Regions from separate parts of the Mus musculus genome. Here regions 2 and 3 are each linked to region 1. A link is a contact called in public Hi-C and HiChIP or PLAC-seq data. All regions are on one chromosome and are shown on one strand. Each heading gives the region's core, a stretch centred on a gene start, on an enhancer-like site or on the middle of the called end of the contact. The rest is flanking DNA. Distances are from core to core; before and after follow the strand shown. Region 1 holds the start of Odf2l (outer dense fiber of sperm tails 2-like). Region 2 has its middle 18 kb from the start of Clca1. Region 3 overlaps Clca1 (chloride channel accessory 1).

Evidence for each region. A called contact is a pair of places that touch in the nucleus more often than the background predicts. HiChIP or PLAC-seq counts read pairs in DNA pulled down with a chosen protein or histone mark.
Region 2: a contact with region 1 is called in a Hi-C map of the G1E-ER4 cell line, with 2.8 times the contacts expected there. The contact joins the enhancer-like site here to the promoter of Odf2l in region 1. A contact is called at or near these places in 1 of 39 promoter capture datasets (macrophages), 5 of 484 Hi-C or Micro-C datasets (the G1E-ER4 cell line, pre-megakaryocyte-erythroid progenitors, spermatogonial stem cells and 1 more), 2 of 115 datasets of contacts at active chromatin or transcription factors (extraembryonic endoderm stem cells and trophoblast stem cells) and 2 of 9 other capture datasets (adipose tissue and pancreatic islet).
Region 3: an H3K4me3 HiChIP or PLAC-seq map of intestinal crypt epithelium shows a contact between it and region 1, with 6 read pairs. The contact joins the enhancer-like site here to the promoter of Odf2l in region 1. A contact is called at or near these places in 2 of 39 promoter capture datasets (both in the 3T3-L1 cell line), 1 of 15 datasets of contacts at CTCF or cohesin (the NIH/3T3 cell line), 13 of 484 Hi-C or Micro-C datasets (the AML12 cell line, the C2C12 cell line, the G1E-ER4 cell line and 7 more), 6 of 115 datasets of contacts at active chromatin or transcription factors (bone marrow-derived macrophages, embryonic fibroblasts, epiblast stem cells and 3 more) and 4 of 9 other capture datasets (adipose tissue, embryonic stem cells, liver and 1 more).

The regions. Positions count from the first base shown.
Region 1 is chr3:145,116,503-145,121,070 of GRCm38.p6, forward strand. It overlaps Odf2l (outer dense fiber of sperm tails 2-like), which reads left to right and starts at 2,087. Exons shown (of 17, transcript NM_001162538.1): 1 at 2,087-2,280. Gm40163 (a long non-coding RNA gene) reads right to left here and starts at 1,911. Exons shown (of 2, transcript XR_867692.2): 1 at 1,841-1,911; 2 at 320-613.
Region 2 is chr3:145,048,559-145,053,228 of GRCm38.p6, forward strand. No RefSeq gene overlaps it. Among named protein-coding and RNA genes, the nearest start is that of Clca1, 18 kb to the left of the region's middle. Within about 2 kb of position 1,438, at least 13 of the 459 cell types and tissues checked have an H3K27ac peak or open chromatin away from gene starts, as enhancers often do. A contact at or near this core is called in the G1E-ER4 cell line and pre-megakaryocyte-erythroid progenitors, where this site is marked.
Region 3 is chr3:145,000,979-145,005,387 of GRCm38.p6, forward strand. Clca1 (chloride channel accessory 1) reads right to left here. Exons shown (of 14, transcript NM_017474.2): 14 at 3,559-4,109. The coding sequence ends at 3,721. Among named protein-coding and RNA genes, the nearest start is that of Clca4a, 28 kb to the left of the region's middle. Within about 2 kb of position 1,608, at least 8 of the 459 cell types and tissues checked have an H3K27ac peak or open chromatin away from gene starts, as enhancers often do. A contact at or near this core is called in intestinal crypt epithelium and intestinal villus epithelium, where this site is marked.

The sequences.
Region 1 (4,568 bases), core at 837-3,336:
GGATCATTTTATCCTTTTTCATTCAAGGATAAAAGAATGAGTTTTTATGTCATAAACCATGTGACATTCGTGATTTATCTCTTCTTGCATTGTTATAACATCGTAGCAATGACTCTTGCATTGTAAATTACTTACTAGGCTGAGGAGAAAGTCAATATATTGAAGTTCCAGTATCTAAAATTACATGTTTTTATTTTTAAACTCCCACCTTTTCTGCTTTCAGTTACAAAAACCTCTTTTGGCATTTACCTACCATTCTTTGACAGCCATAATCAGGTAAAAGCAGCTTACATATATGATTAAATATGCTGAGAAGTGATAGTGGGAAGATAATAAAAATCTTTATTTTCCACAATTAAGTCAGTACTTGGAGAATTGCCTTCAGAGAACGATCACTCTCCAGGGAGGAGTAGCATGCAGCTCCCTGCTGTGGAATGAGTGTGTCCCTTCCTCCCACTAACCCTCAGTGTGTAGGCACTTGGAGTGGAGGCCTTGGCAGGCTGATTGGGTTACAGGAGTAGAGTCCTCATGATGAGATCTGTGTCCTTACAGGAGGTAGGTGAGATCTTGCTTCTTGCTCAAGTGAGAATACAGCAAGGAGGCTTCCAACCATCTGTAAGCATTAGGAACAGACAACTCACTAGCAGCCAGATTGGTTGATTCTTGAGTTGGGTCTTCTGAGATTCTAGAAATGTGATAAATATGTTTCTGTTCTTTAAACAACTCAGCCTACGCTACTTTCTTATACAAGGCTGAATTAAGACGTCTATTACCAGTCTATCCATGGCTGCTCATGTACCCAGCATGTCCATATTGAATGTCCCAGGCAACAGAGAGAAGAGCTTCAAGCTACTTATGCAGAAGGTGCATATTGAAGTGGCTTGTTGTTTTTGACTGTGGAATATCATTCCATTGTATTGAATATGTAATCAATTTTCCTGCTGGTAAACATTCAATCTACTTGCCATTTTTAGCTATTATAAACAAACTTGCTATTTATGACTTTCTTATAGAATATTTCATAAACATGTATTTTCATTTTCCTCACCTAGGCGAACAGCTCCCTATGGAAACTCCCTAAGAAGCACAGCATCTGGCTCTGAAGAGCTTGTACTAGCCATACTGAAGGGCCGACAGTTCAGCTCCTAGCTGACATTTCCCATAGCTACCATTTTACTCTATCTACTAGAAGTATGCGCTGCTTCGATATGCTGTTCATTTTTATATCTCTTCCTGTGGTGGAACCTGAGGGAGTGGAGCGGAGGAACGAGGCAGACTAACGCCGCATGCAATAGCCAACTTTATTCAGAGCATCAGACAGTGTATACCCTGAGTGCTAAGAAAGGTCACTTGAGTATATAAGAAGGACAAGGTGCACGCGGCAAAAACATGTTTGTTTGTTTGTTTCCCATAGAGGCAAATAAATGGATAATAGCCAGTTGTACAAAAACTCGGACGTAAACTCACTCCTATCTACTACACCTGGGAGGTGCATGAAAACATTCCAAGAACAATGACAAAACTCCCAAAATCTCATAAGGAAAACAAAACAAAACAAAATAAACAAACAAAAAACCACTACTAGGTCCTACCAAGATCTCATTTGGCCGGTTCAGCAGTTTAGAAAGCACAGCAGCTTTATCTAAGGACTTAGGAGGACTTGAACGACATTTTGGAGAACCTGCTGACTATGTTTTTAAAGAAGAAAAACTCCTGTGGGGGATAATGCCATACACTGGAAAGGTTTTTCTGTCTTGGGTTTTTTCAAATCCTAGCTACAAAAAAGGGCAAAAGCAGGGAAGTCATTTTTCGATCCAGTGTCAAGAGACTCGGAACGGACCTTCCTTCCCTGCTAGGATGAGAGCGGTTGAGATTTTCGGTCAGCGACGCACAAAAGCTACGCCTTTTCTCAAAGCTAAAGCTTTTGAAAAATCTCACTAGAGAAACCAGAGCAGAGACAACCCCCCGCCGGCCACGCCCCCTCACTCCCTCCAATCACAGCAGGAACGGCGCTCGCGCTCTAGAGCTCCCGACCAATTAGCTGCGTCGGAGCGGGCCGATGAGGGCGGGGCGTCCGTTTCCACAGAAACCGCAGGCCGGTTACTAGCAACGTTGAGCTCCAAGGTGGACGCGCTCAGGCCGCCGCTGCCTGTTCTGGTGACTCGTCAGCTTCTCTCCCCGCGCTCCCTGCCCTTCCCTCTGGCCTCCTACTCTCTCTGCACTCTCCGCCTGCTGCAGTGACCCAGGGCCGGGCAGGCCTCAGAGAGGCCTCCGGCCATTGTAGGTAGTGGCGGCGGCGGGGGATGACGTCAGGGCGACGGGCGGACGGGCGGGCGGGCGCGAGTCTGGGGTGGGCTCTGAGGGCGGGCCGCGCGTGACCCTAGGCACCCGGAAGTGAAACCCGTGGTGCCCACCCCTCCTGAACAGTATGTGTTTGGTGCTCAGGTCCTCACTGTCACCCAGAGGAAAGCGGACATTGTGCCCCTGCTTCCCGCGGTGTGGTCTCGGGGCGCCGGGGAGAAGTTAGCGGGGGATAGGGTCCCTGCAGAGCGAGGGTCCGGGTTTGGGGGTGTTTCCGACATAGTGTTTTCCTAATCTTGAGCTCACCCGATGCCAGTCCAGTTCTTGACGTACCCCGAGTCATGTCCCCTGTCTCTGGCACTGAATATGTCAGTTGAGTAACCTTAACCTAACGGTGGCTGCTATTGGTGACCCTAAAGACCAAGTTTCTCTGTCACGCCATGGCTTACAAGGGTGTCAAATGTTTGAGGGTACGAGTGCCTCTGGTTTAGGTAAAGGATCAAACTGTAGAAATCGTGCCTGTTTGTAAGCTTTACTTCATACCTTTGATTAATGGTGAGACCGGCCATATTTGTAATTTTTAATAGCAAAGTATTATTATTGCTGTTTTCTGCTAATTCTACAACTGGTGTATATTAATAGTTTTAGTCTTTGCTTTTCGAGCGTCTCAAGATCTGAGCAGATAGCCTCATTTATTCGTCACTTTTGTTAACTCCATACAGACAAATGGGAGTCAGGATGAGTATAGAAACGATCCGTTGCAGGCCACTGATGCCCCCAACCCCCACCCTCTGGTTTAGTAGTTCTCCATTTATGACTGCTTCAGCAATGACTTTCTACAAAGAACAGATAGGTCTTCAAGGTTGTTCTGTAAAATCAGTTCTGATCAACTCAGGCTTGTAAGTAAATTTAAGGTAGGTTGGTTAATTCAGGATAATTACTTTAAAAAGGAGAAAGTGGAAAAAACGTGAAGATTGCTGAGCTGCCCCGCAGAGTGGGCCAGATGGCATCTAAGTTTAAAGGTGGGATAAAGTAAGATGAGTCCAGGGATTCTACTTCTTGCTCAGTGTGTCACCGTGACTCTAAACCACCCCTGTTGCTGTCCTTGATGGTCATCCGTGGTCCTAACATCTGCAGTATCCTGGGATCTTTAACCAGTGGCCTCTTCTGTCCTTTCATTGTACCAGTCCTCAGTTTCTTTCCGTGACACTTGCAATCCTTGTGTATCCACTGCATTTCTCCAATAACATCTCCTGGGCTTTCCTTAGAAACCCTTGCCTAATCATTCCAAGCCTCGGTTTGTATTCATTGCCTCTTCAGTCCTGAGGCCTGCACTACGATGGGGGGCTGCTCTGTCATCGGTGGCTTTCTGACCTCTATGCTGGTCTCCAGTCCTGTCATACGGTGTCAACCCTCAGCTGCTCTCCGTGGTCCCTTTACTCCTTGAAAACCAGAGCCATGTGGAAAACTCCTAACACATTACTAAGTTTAGCTACCACTTAAGGTACAGCCTTGGCCTCCCTGAACCACCGCTTCCCAGAAGAGTTCACCTCAGCAGTGCTGGTCACTTATTAATTATAACTACTTTTGCAGCTCAGGCCAACCAGCATCCATTGTAAAGCAAAGATTTTGTTTCAGTGCTGCTGGTTTCCTGTTGACTCTTCAGCCCCAGCTGACCAGAAGCCACAGATTCTTATTCAATTAACCTCTCTGAATCATAAATGTCACCCTGTTCCCTCACTCACACCCAATCATTTTGATAGCTTTTATTTAGAAATCTGTTTTCCTGCTTTGGTCATTTTTGCTTATCTATTTCTAAGTTTCACTTTTTTTTTTCCATAGTGGAGTCTAAAATGCTATGCAATTATCTCTTTGGTAAGTTTTGACTAGTTTCCAGAATACAGAGAAAAAGCATCTTTCTTACATCTACTTTCTGTTTCTTGCTGAGTATTTGAATTTTTGGATGTTATTTTAATAGAATTTGCATGCTGTTGTTTGAAGTCACATGATTTTGATTTTCAGGGATTGGTGTTTAGCAAACAAACACTTATGGAATTCTATGCTTTCTCGTCAGGGAGAGTAGTTTTTAACCAACATTTGCCTAAACTAGTCTAGGTGCTATGATCTTTTCTAATGCTATTGTTCATGAGCATCCATCCCTTAACACACTTACTGATCAAAATGGAACACAATACTGTGGTTATAGCTACATCTGCAATGCCATTATCACCCTTGACAGGTTAAAAAAAATCATAATACTGATGGTG
Region 2 (4,670 bases), core at 188-2,687, 69 kb before region 1:
GTCTGCCTCAACCTTTGCACTCAGAATGGAAGCAAAGTGGACCAGACTTTGCTGCACGGTCCTTGCTGCATGCTGGTGACGGTGGCTTCTTTGAGATGGCCTCCCTCTCAGTATGCGCCTTCACAGATTGACTTGGCCTTCCATGACACAGCAGGCTCTGCTAAGCTTCCCCCAGCTAAATGGCCTGACTTAGTGTGGCCACTGTGGCGGCTATAGCTGCTCTTCTGCTCTCTGTGCTACCCATGAGTGGCCTGTTGCATTCATAGAGGCCTTGGCTCAGATAGAGAGCTACAACATAGCAGCTGGGATCTGTCTTTCCAAGCCAGCTCTATGGGTCAAACAACACAGATCTCAAATGCAGAAAATTAACATTCTAAGGGACAACCTTTTCCCAAAGATGGAACATTTGCAGCCTCTTAGGACTCCTCTTTCTGAGGCATAATCACCCGGACAATAATCACTATCTGACCATTGGTTAACTTTGCCTGGGTTTGACCTGCTCATGAGCATGAGTTCACATTATAAAGTTTTGTGGCTGGCTACTGTGACACAGCATGTTCATGTGAAATTCAGCCTTGTTTCAGGTGGTAGTGATATGTTCTCTTTCCACCGTATTCTTTGTAAAAGCATGCCCTAGTACATTTTCCATCTGTTGTTACAGAACTTTTGTATTGTTTCTAGCTGGAGCTAATGTGACTGAAGTTGTCATGGATAGAACCATTGGTGTCCGTTGCATAAATTTTTAAAATTGGAACTGCTGTGTTGTAAAGTAAAATATCTCTCTCTGTCTCTGTCTCTGTGTCTGTCTCTGCCTCTGTCTCTGTGTCTGTCTCTGTCTCTGTCTCTGTGTCTTGTCTGTCTCTGTCTTTGTATCTTGTCTGTCTCTGTCTGTCTCTGTGTCTGTGTCTGTCTCTGTCTCTGTCTCTGTCTCTGTGTCTGTCTCTATGTCTGTCTCTGTGTCTGTGTCTGTCTCTGTCTCTGTGTCTGTCTTTGTCTCTGTCTCTGTGTCTGTCTCTCTCTCTGTGTGTCTGTCTCTGTGTCTGTGTCTGTCTCTGTGCCTGTCTCTGTGTCTGTTTCTGTCTCTGTCTCTGTGTCTGTCTTTGTGTCTGTGTCTGTCTCTGTGTCTGTGTCTGTCTCTGTGTCTGTCTCTGTCTCTGTCTCTGTCTCTGTCTCTGTCTCTGTCTCTGTGTCTGTGTCTGTGTCTGTGTCTGTCTCTGTCTCTGTGTCTGTCTCTGTCTCTGTGTCTACCTCTATCTCTGTCTCCTTTGACCAACACCCTAGTCTGAATCTTAAGTCTTTGTGATGAGGGGTTCCTTCCTTGTAGGATCTTGTTTGAACTTGAACTCTGCTAGGATAGGTGAGGGGAAATCCCATGCTTGGCATGTGGTTAGCCTCAATATCTTATCTCCCTGTCCAGGCTTCTGCAATAATCCTGTCAGTTCAGTTTACACAGAAATTCCTTATCTCTTATGCTTGCTCTTAGTCGGTGCTCATCCACTGAGCTCAGTCTGGTTCTTGGGTTTAAATCTCTCCTTGTTCTCATTGGAGAGGAGAGTTAAGGATCATGATCTTCCTCAGGCAGAGGGAGGGACTCCACCGCAGTGGTGGCTACACGAATTACCACAGCCCCTCACAGCCTCATAAATGTTTATTTCCAGGATGCCTCTGTGGGAGAGAAATGCGAGGGATATTTTTATCATTTCATTTTATAATTGCTTATTTGTGCTATGTAATAATATAATCAATTTTATATATTGATCTCAGTGTCCTTGATAAGTTCACTTGTTTCTAGCAATTTATGGATCTGCTGTGGGTATTTATGTGTATTACCATGCCATTTGTGAGTGGTGACATGTTTAGTCGTTTTGACATTTCATTTTCATGCACGAGCAAGGACCTCTAGTGAGAAAGGATGGATATTCTTTTTGTTGTGCCCAGTCTCAGGGTGAGAATTCAGGAAACAACAACCCTATATCATCATGAAGCACATACCTACACCTGATTAAGGAAGTATCCTTCAAGTCTAGCATAGTTGGACACAGTAGTTCATGCCTTTTATCCCAACACTTGGTAGGCTGAAGAAGCAAGACTGCCACGTGCTCAAGGCCAGACACAATGAGTTCCAAGATAGCCTGAGCTACAGTGTGAGAACTTGTCATAACCAACCAAGAAAACAGGGTTATGAATAAGTCCTGGAAGATATCAGATTTTTTTTATCTCTAACTAAGATTATGACGTCATCTTCCTCTTTATTCTGACTAGACAGAGTCGCAATGATTGGGTGTGCAGAATTAAATCACTCTTCCATCTTAGAATATATTCTACTTGATTGCAATGTAAGTAGGATTCTCTTTAATGTACTAATATTTTATTAAGAGACTTTGCACTTGATCTGAGGTGAGAGACTGGAATGTGCTTCTCCCTTCTTATAATAAATATCTTGGCCAACCAGTAATATCAAGCTCACTCCCACCCCACCCATATCCTTGAGATGTCATGATCCTTCATATATTCAGTAAAATAGTGTGAATAACTATTTCTAGTTCATTAAGTTCCACTTACACTATTCTTGTACCTACTATCATCTATGTTAGGAAATCACTTATTTTAGTTATCATTTAATTCAAAATATTTCCTAGCTTAAAATTTGAATTCTTTTTAGCTTACCAATTAAACGGAGGTCTGCTGCTTAATTTTCAGGCATTTACGAATTTTTAAATTGATCCTTTGTTGAGTTGTAATTTAATTTCATTGTAGTTGGAAACCATGCTCAGAGATTTATTTTTTAATTTATTCATCAATGTGTGTGTGTGTGTGTGAGAGAGAGAGAGAGAGACCTGTGTATGTTCATGTGTATATGGATGTCAGAGGGGGACACCCAGTGTCTTCCTTGATTTTGGACCACTTGGTTCTTGGAGCCAGGGTCTCTTTCTGAATTAGAAGCTTACAAATTAGGTTAGATTTGATGGACAGCAAACTCCCATGATCCTTCTGTTCCTCCCATGATCCTCCTGTTCCTCCAACATACACATATAGTGCTGGAGTTAGAAGCATGACCCACTATGGTGCTAGGTAAGAATGCTGACTCTGTCCTCATGTCGGCACGGTGAGCATTTTACTGATTACATTGTTCCCTCTATGCTACCACATCCTAAGATTGAACTCTTTTAAAATGGTCTATTTTGGTAAAATACTCCATATCCATTTGAGAAAGTATATATTCTGCAATTGCTGGATATATATATATATATATATATATATATATATCAGTTAACCCAGAGTAATTAACCATACAAGTCAAATATTCCCTGTTTTATTAGTTTATTGTCTTGGGTTTTTTTATTTGTTTTTTTTTTTTGTTTTTTGTTTGTTTGTTTGTTTGTTTGTTTGAGACAGGGTTTCTCTGTGTAGCCCTGGCTGTCCTGGAACTCACTCTGTAGACCAGGCTGGCCTCAAACTCAGAAATCCACCTGCCTCTGCCTCCCAAGTGCTAGGACTAAAGGCGTGCACCACCACTGCCTGGCATGTTGTCTTGTTATTTTACTTACTGGGAGAGAAGTATTGAAAAATAAAAACCAACTTATAATCAAAGATTCCCTCTCTCCTTTATTTGAGGTTTTGTTTTAAATCTATTCCAAGCTATGTTATTTGTTGCATACAAACTTAATAACATTACATAATTATCTCCACAATATATCTTTTTTTATTTCCAATAACTCTATTTCCATCATGACCATATATATATATATATATATATATATATATATATATATATATATACACTACATTGTTGTTTTTAATACTTAAAGATATAAAATAAAAACAAATATAGCATATCTAACACAATGCCTGGCACCTTTAACTAATTCAATAAAAATTATCTTTATACCATTCATTTTCTTCTATTTAGCCATTACTTGGTTTTGGAAAAGTAGATGTCAAAGTAGCCAACAGGTTGAAGCTAGGGATTCATATCAGACACTATTAAGAAAGAATACAGCTGGGCATGGTGGCGCACGCCTTTAATCCCAGCACTCCGGAGGCAGAGGCAGGCAGATTTCTGAGTTCGAGGCCAGCCTGGTCTACAGAGTGAGTTCCAGGACAGCCAGAGCTAGACAGAGAAACCCTGACTCAAAAAACCAAAAAGAAAGAAAGAAAGGAAGGAAGGAAGAAAACCCATGGATTTACAGAAAGATATCAATGTAACTCTTTAGTTAATTCGGGAGCCGGGTTTGGTGTCACACGCCTTTAAAACCCAGCACTTGGGAAGCAGAGGCAGGCAGATTTCTGAGTTCAAGGCCAGCCTGGTCTACAATGTGAGTTCCAGGACAGCCAGGGCTACACAGAGAAACTCTTGTCTCGAAAAACCAAAAAAAAAAAAAAAAAAAAGAGTTAATTCGGTTCTCTTTGTCGCACAAAGCCTCGATTTGACTCCTGCCTCCACCTCCCTCATTTCAGTATTTCCTGGTAATGCCAATTAATTTCTCAGAAGAAAGCACCAATATATTAACAATGGGGAAAACATGCAAATGTTTTGAAAGACCCCAAGAGGAGCTCCTCCCTCAGGCCTCAGGATAACAGCGGACCCCCCAAAACTCATGAGAGACCAAGCTTGATGCAAACCACATGAGGCTTTATTCGGGGAAAGCCAGAGCTCTGGGGACGACTCA
Region 3 (4,409 bases), core at 358-2,857, 120 kb before region 1:
TTAATGGAATAAGGCCTTCTCAGAAGAACCCCTTGAAAGAATATCCAGCTCTTGGATTGCTAGCTTCAGAGGGAAGACTTGCTTGTATAAACAGCTTTGGATATTTATCACTATAAATCACCATTCAGGCAACAGGTGCAAGTGGGCAGATTGGTTTTATGTTTGTTTGTTTTGGATCTCATGCTCAAGGGAATTTCCTGGCACCTGGGGAATTCTCTCCACTCTCAGGACAATATTGTTAACAGTAAACGGACAAGGAGAATTTGGAGGGCATGGAGGGTGTAAGCAGACTTTTATAAGGTAGAATAGAAGTAATGTTGACAATGTGTACTGAGATGTTCCCACTTGACCAGCATCCTCTGTGTCTCAAACATGGGCTTAGGGGCTTTGTCTCTGGACAGCATTTGGTTTATTTCCCATCATGCCTTGCTGTACTGCTGTTTGCATCTTACTCTTTAACCTCTGGGCTCATCAAGACTAGGTCCCAGACTGTCCCCAACAGGGGTTTGTTTTGTGGGATCAGCATTTGACATCAGGGGGCATTTGGATCCTATGGGTGACAGAGTTGGTGGATGCTTCCCTCTGCTCCACTAATTTCAGGGAGAGTGAATTTCTGGAGAACTGTCTCTGGTGGAGGTTAGGGGAAGTAGGGACCACAGTGCCCATGCCGGATCCCCAGCCAAGTCTGTCCTCATCCTAGCAAGGTTTTGGGAAGGTGAAAGGATGGAAGGAGGAAAGAATGAAGGAAGAGCAGGCAAAGGATTGCCAATGGTGTTGGGACATCTGGCGTTGTAGTGATACTCAAAGGATTTAGTGACTTTTTGGGTATCTTTGGGTTTATTAGCACCATCAATGCTCACCCTTATTTGGGTGAGCACCACGATCATGGGACACACACACACACGCCCACACAATCTTTTTTGTGTAACACCCAGATCAAAAGCCTCATGAAGAAGCTTGACGAATGTCCTGTGCCTCTTCCCCTGGGACGTAGTCCTTGAGAGGAAGCACAGTCTCTTTTAATGCAAGCTGAGGCCGGTGAAGAGGGCAGAGAGTGGGGGCAGAGGGGACATGAGTTAAAGCCACAAATCTAGAGGGCAAAACCCAGGTGGGACAAAGGCTTTTATTTGAAAATCATGTCATTTGGGAAAATGCTGTGTCCCTTATAAATGTCACTTACTGGAAGTTTGCTTTTCCATTTGGGTGAGCTCAGTGGAATGCACACTGGAATAGTGAGGATCTTCATAGACAGCTGACTTCTGGGAGACGGGGGATGGAGTCAGCAGACACAGGATAGAAAGTAGAACCCAGCAAAGCAAACCATTCTTAAGAGCTCTGAATCACTGGGCAGCTTGTGGCAAAATGGATCTGCATTATTACATAGGATTTATTTTTATTTTATTTTTTATTTTTATTTTTTGCAATGGGTGCAATGATCTTTTAGACATTTCTCAGATAAAACTTACTGCAGCCATGTTCTACAGAACATTCTACAGTACTGGACTAGAACCCCAGACTCCTTTGTTCATGGGACTTAAGGTAGCCTTCCCACCGGCCATGTGGCTCACTGTGTATTTGCACTTTGATCAAGAGAATTGCTTCCTGATATTCTGTTCACTGGGTTGGCAAAAACACCTGCAATTACCTTACGGGATGATACTACTATTCTGTGTAACCATCCTGGCATGAATGAAAATATTTAAAGAGACATCCGAGCTCTTTTGGCTGCCTTCAGACTTGAAACTGATCCCTGTGTTGTTTGGTCTTATATCAACTTGATATAAGCTGTGGTTATTGAAGAAGACAGAGCCTTAATCGAAAAAAAAAAATGCCTCCACAAAATTCAGCGGCAGACAAGCCTGTAGGGCATGTTCTTGGTGATTGTGGGTAGTGTCATTCTTGGGGCTGGTAGTCTTGAGTTCTTTAGCAGGCTGAGCAAGTTATGAGACAGAAGCCAGCAAGCAGCACCCCCACACACCCCCCCATGGCCTCTGCATCAGCGCCTGACTCCAGGTTGCTGCCCTGTTTGAGTTCCTGCCCTGACTTCCTTCAATGACAAGCAGTGATATCCAAATAAGCCCTTTTCTCCCCAACTTGCATTTTGATCATGGTTTTCGCCACAGCAGTCGTAATCCTAACTAAGTGGAGTGACCCATGGCTTCATCCATATATATAGCAGAGGATGGCCTTGTTGGACATCAATGAGAGGAGAGGCCCTTGGTCCTGTGAAGACTTGATGCCCCAGTGTAGGCGAATGCCAGGGCAAGCAGGTGGGAGTGGGTGGGTGGGTGCTTGAACACCCTCATGGAAGCAGGAGGAGGGGGATGGGATGGAGGCTTCCAGGGGTAAACCAGGAAAGGGGATAACATTTGAAATGTAAATAAAGAAAATATCTAATAAAAATAAAATTCTATCCTAATTCAAACAAAACAAAACAAAACAAAAGACAATCCCTAAAGAATTGGAATTTTCAGAGTCTGTTTTTGGAAAAAGGGAAAGACTTCCCAGTCTTGGTTCTTGCTAGAGGAAGGACTTGTCTCTTGGAACCCAGGTTTGACAGCTCATAGAGCACTTTGCATGACTGACAATCCTGGATCACTGATGGACAGGGCCACATCTTGACCCAGACTCCACCTCCTATTTAAATGAAACCCCACATTAGTGCTTTGAATATGGAAATGGGGAGGACGATCCCTAGACTTCTTTTGCTTCCCAGTGTGCCGGACACTGAATAAGTCTCTTTTATCTGCTTTTCGCTGTTACTTGTGACTTTGCTTGCCCTAAAAGTCTGTTTTCTTATAAGGAAGGTCTGAAAGTAAAGAAATACCTCCTGGATGTCTGTAGAAATAATGGCTTATTTTATTAGCAGTTGGGCATCATCCATGGGTTTACCTGAGTATCGTTAATTAAGCTCATATTTGTAAGCTGTTGTGGTGGTTTGAATACAAGTGGCTCCCATAGGCTCCCATATTTAAGCGCTTGGTCCTTTGCTGGTAGAACTGTTTTGGGAAGATTAGGCAAGGCCTTTGGAAAAGGTATTTCACTAGGGGTGAGAGATGAGGTTTCAAAAGCCCACACCAGGCTCATTCTCTTCCTCTTGCTAATAGAATATTTGTAAAAAAAGATTATGAAATATATTATAATTTCTTTATCACTCGCCCTGAATCTACCTACCTCTTCTCATTTCTTTCCACTGTGGCTTTAAGCATCACTGACTATGTGCATTCAGGCACATAGTATGCATTTCTAAACCCAATGGGACCTCCAATGTGTAATTTCTCCCTTCCATACCTGTCTCATCCTCATTCCGATGAATGAGAATGAGAAGAAAAGAAGACACATTCTTGCTGATGTTAGTCCAAGGTCCTAAATAAGAAACCAGAACTCTTGTATTTAAATAGTTTGGTAGGCATTTCTGATAGTTTACTAGTTAGTAGATTAACTGCAATTGAGTCTTATTTTTAGCTGACTGAGTTCCTTAGGACAAATTCAAATCTACTCCCATCTTCTGATACAAGCAACACTTGCAAGCATTCAAATTACCATCCAAAGACCGAGCAGTGATAAAACTTTTGTATTTGAACAGATAATTTTTAATGCACCCAGACCCAGTTTTACAGCTTCGAGTGTTACTATACCGCCCCCTACAGGAAGTCTAAAGTACATTTTTAGAAAATTCTCCAGTGAAAGGAATGACTGGTTGATTTCTTGCCTGAAAATTCAGTGCAAACCTAGTGTCACCTGCATTTCCCCTAGCCACTTCCACATTATCTTCAGCACGTGGATGCCAGGAATGGTGCTGTTGATGCTGATGTCAGGACAAGGGGGAGTTGAGTCTTCGGGAATGGGCGGCTCCTGAGCGGGGATGAACACAGACACCCGTGCAATGTTGGAGATTTCTGATTTCAGATTGGACTTATCCACAGCCTGGATAGCAATGAAGATATCTGTGCCATTTCCAAAAGTGTTGCCTCCCAGTTCAAACTCAAAGATTTCCTCAGAGCTGGCCTCTTTGGGGATAAGACCGGTAGTGTTCACTTGGAGTGAGGTGTTGAAGTGGTCCCTGAGATCAACGATACTGGTGCTCATTCGGATGATGTAGTTGGAAGCTTAAATAAAAAATAAAAATTAAAGTAGTGAGAGAGGATGTAATGATCAAGTCTTAACCTTTAAAAACTATTAGGAATTACATCATCTCAATGACGTTACAACAGATGAATGGAACTGAGTAACCGTATTTACAAGGGCTGTCACCTACTGTGCACACATGTTACTCTTAGCAAAGTTGGTTCAATGATGGCTCAAAGCCTCTGTCAAAGTATCTGAGCCTGGTGCTTGGCTGGGAAAGGAGGGTGCTCATTGCTTAGTACTCCTTTACTTGGAAGGGAGGTTGGTGCTAGTGTTTCTTG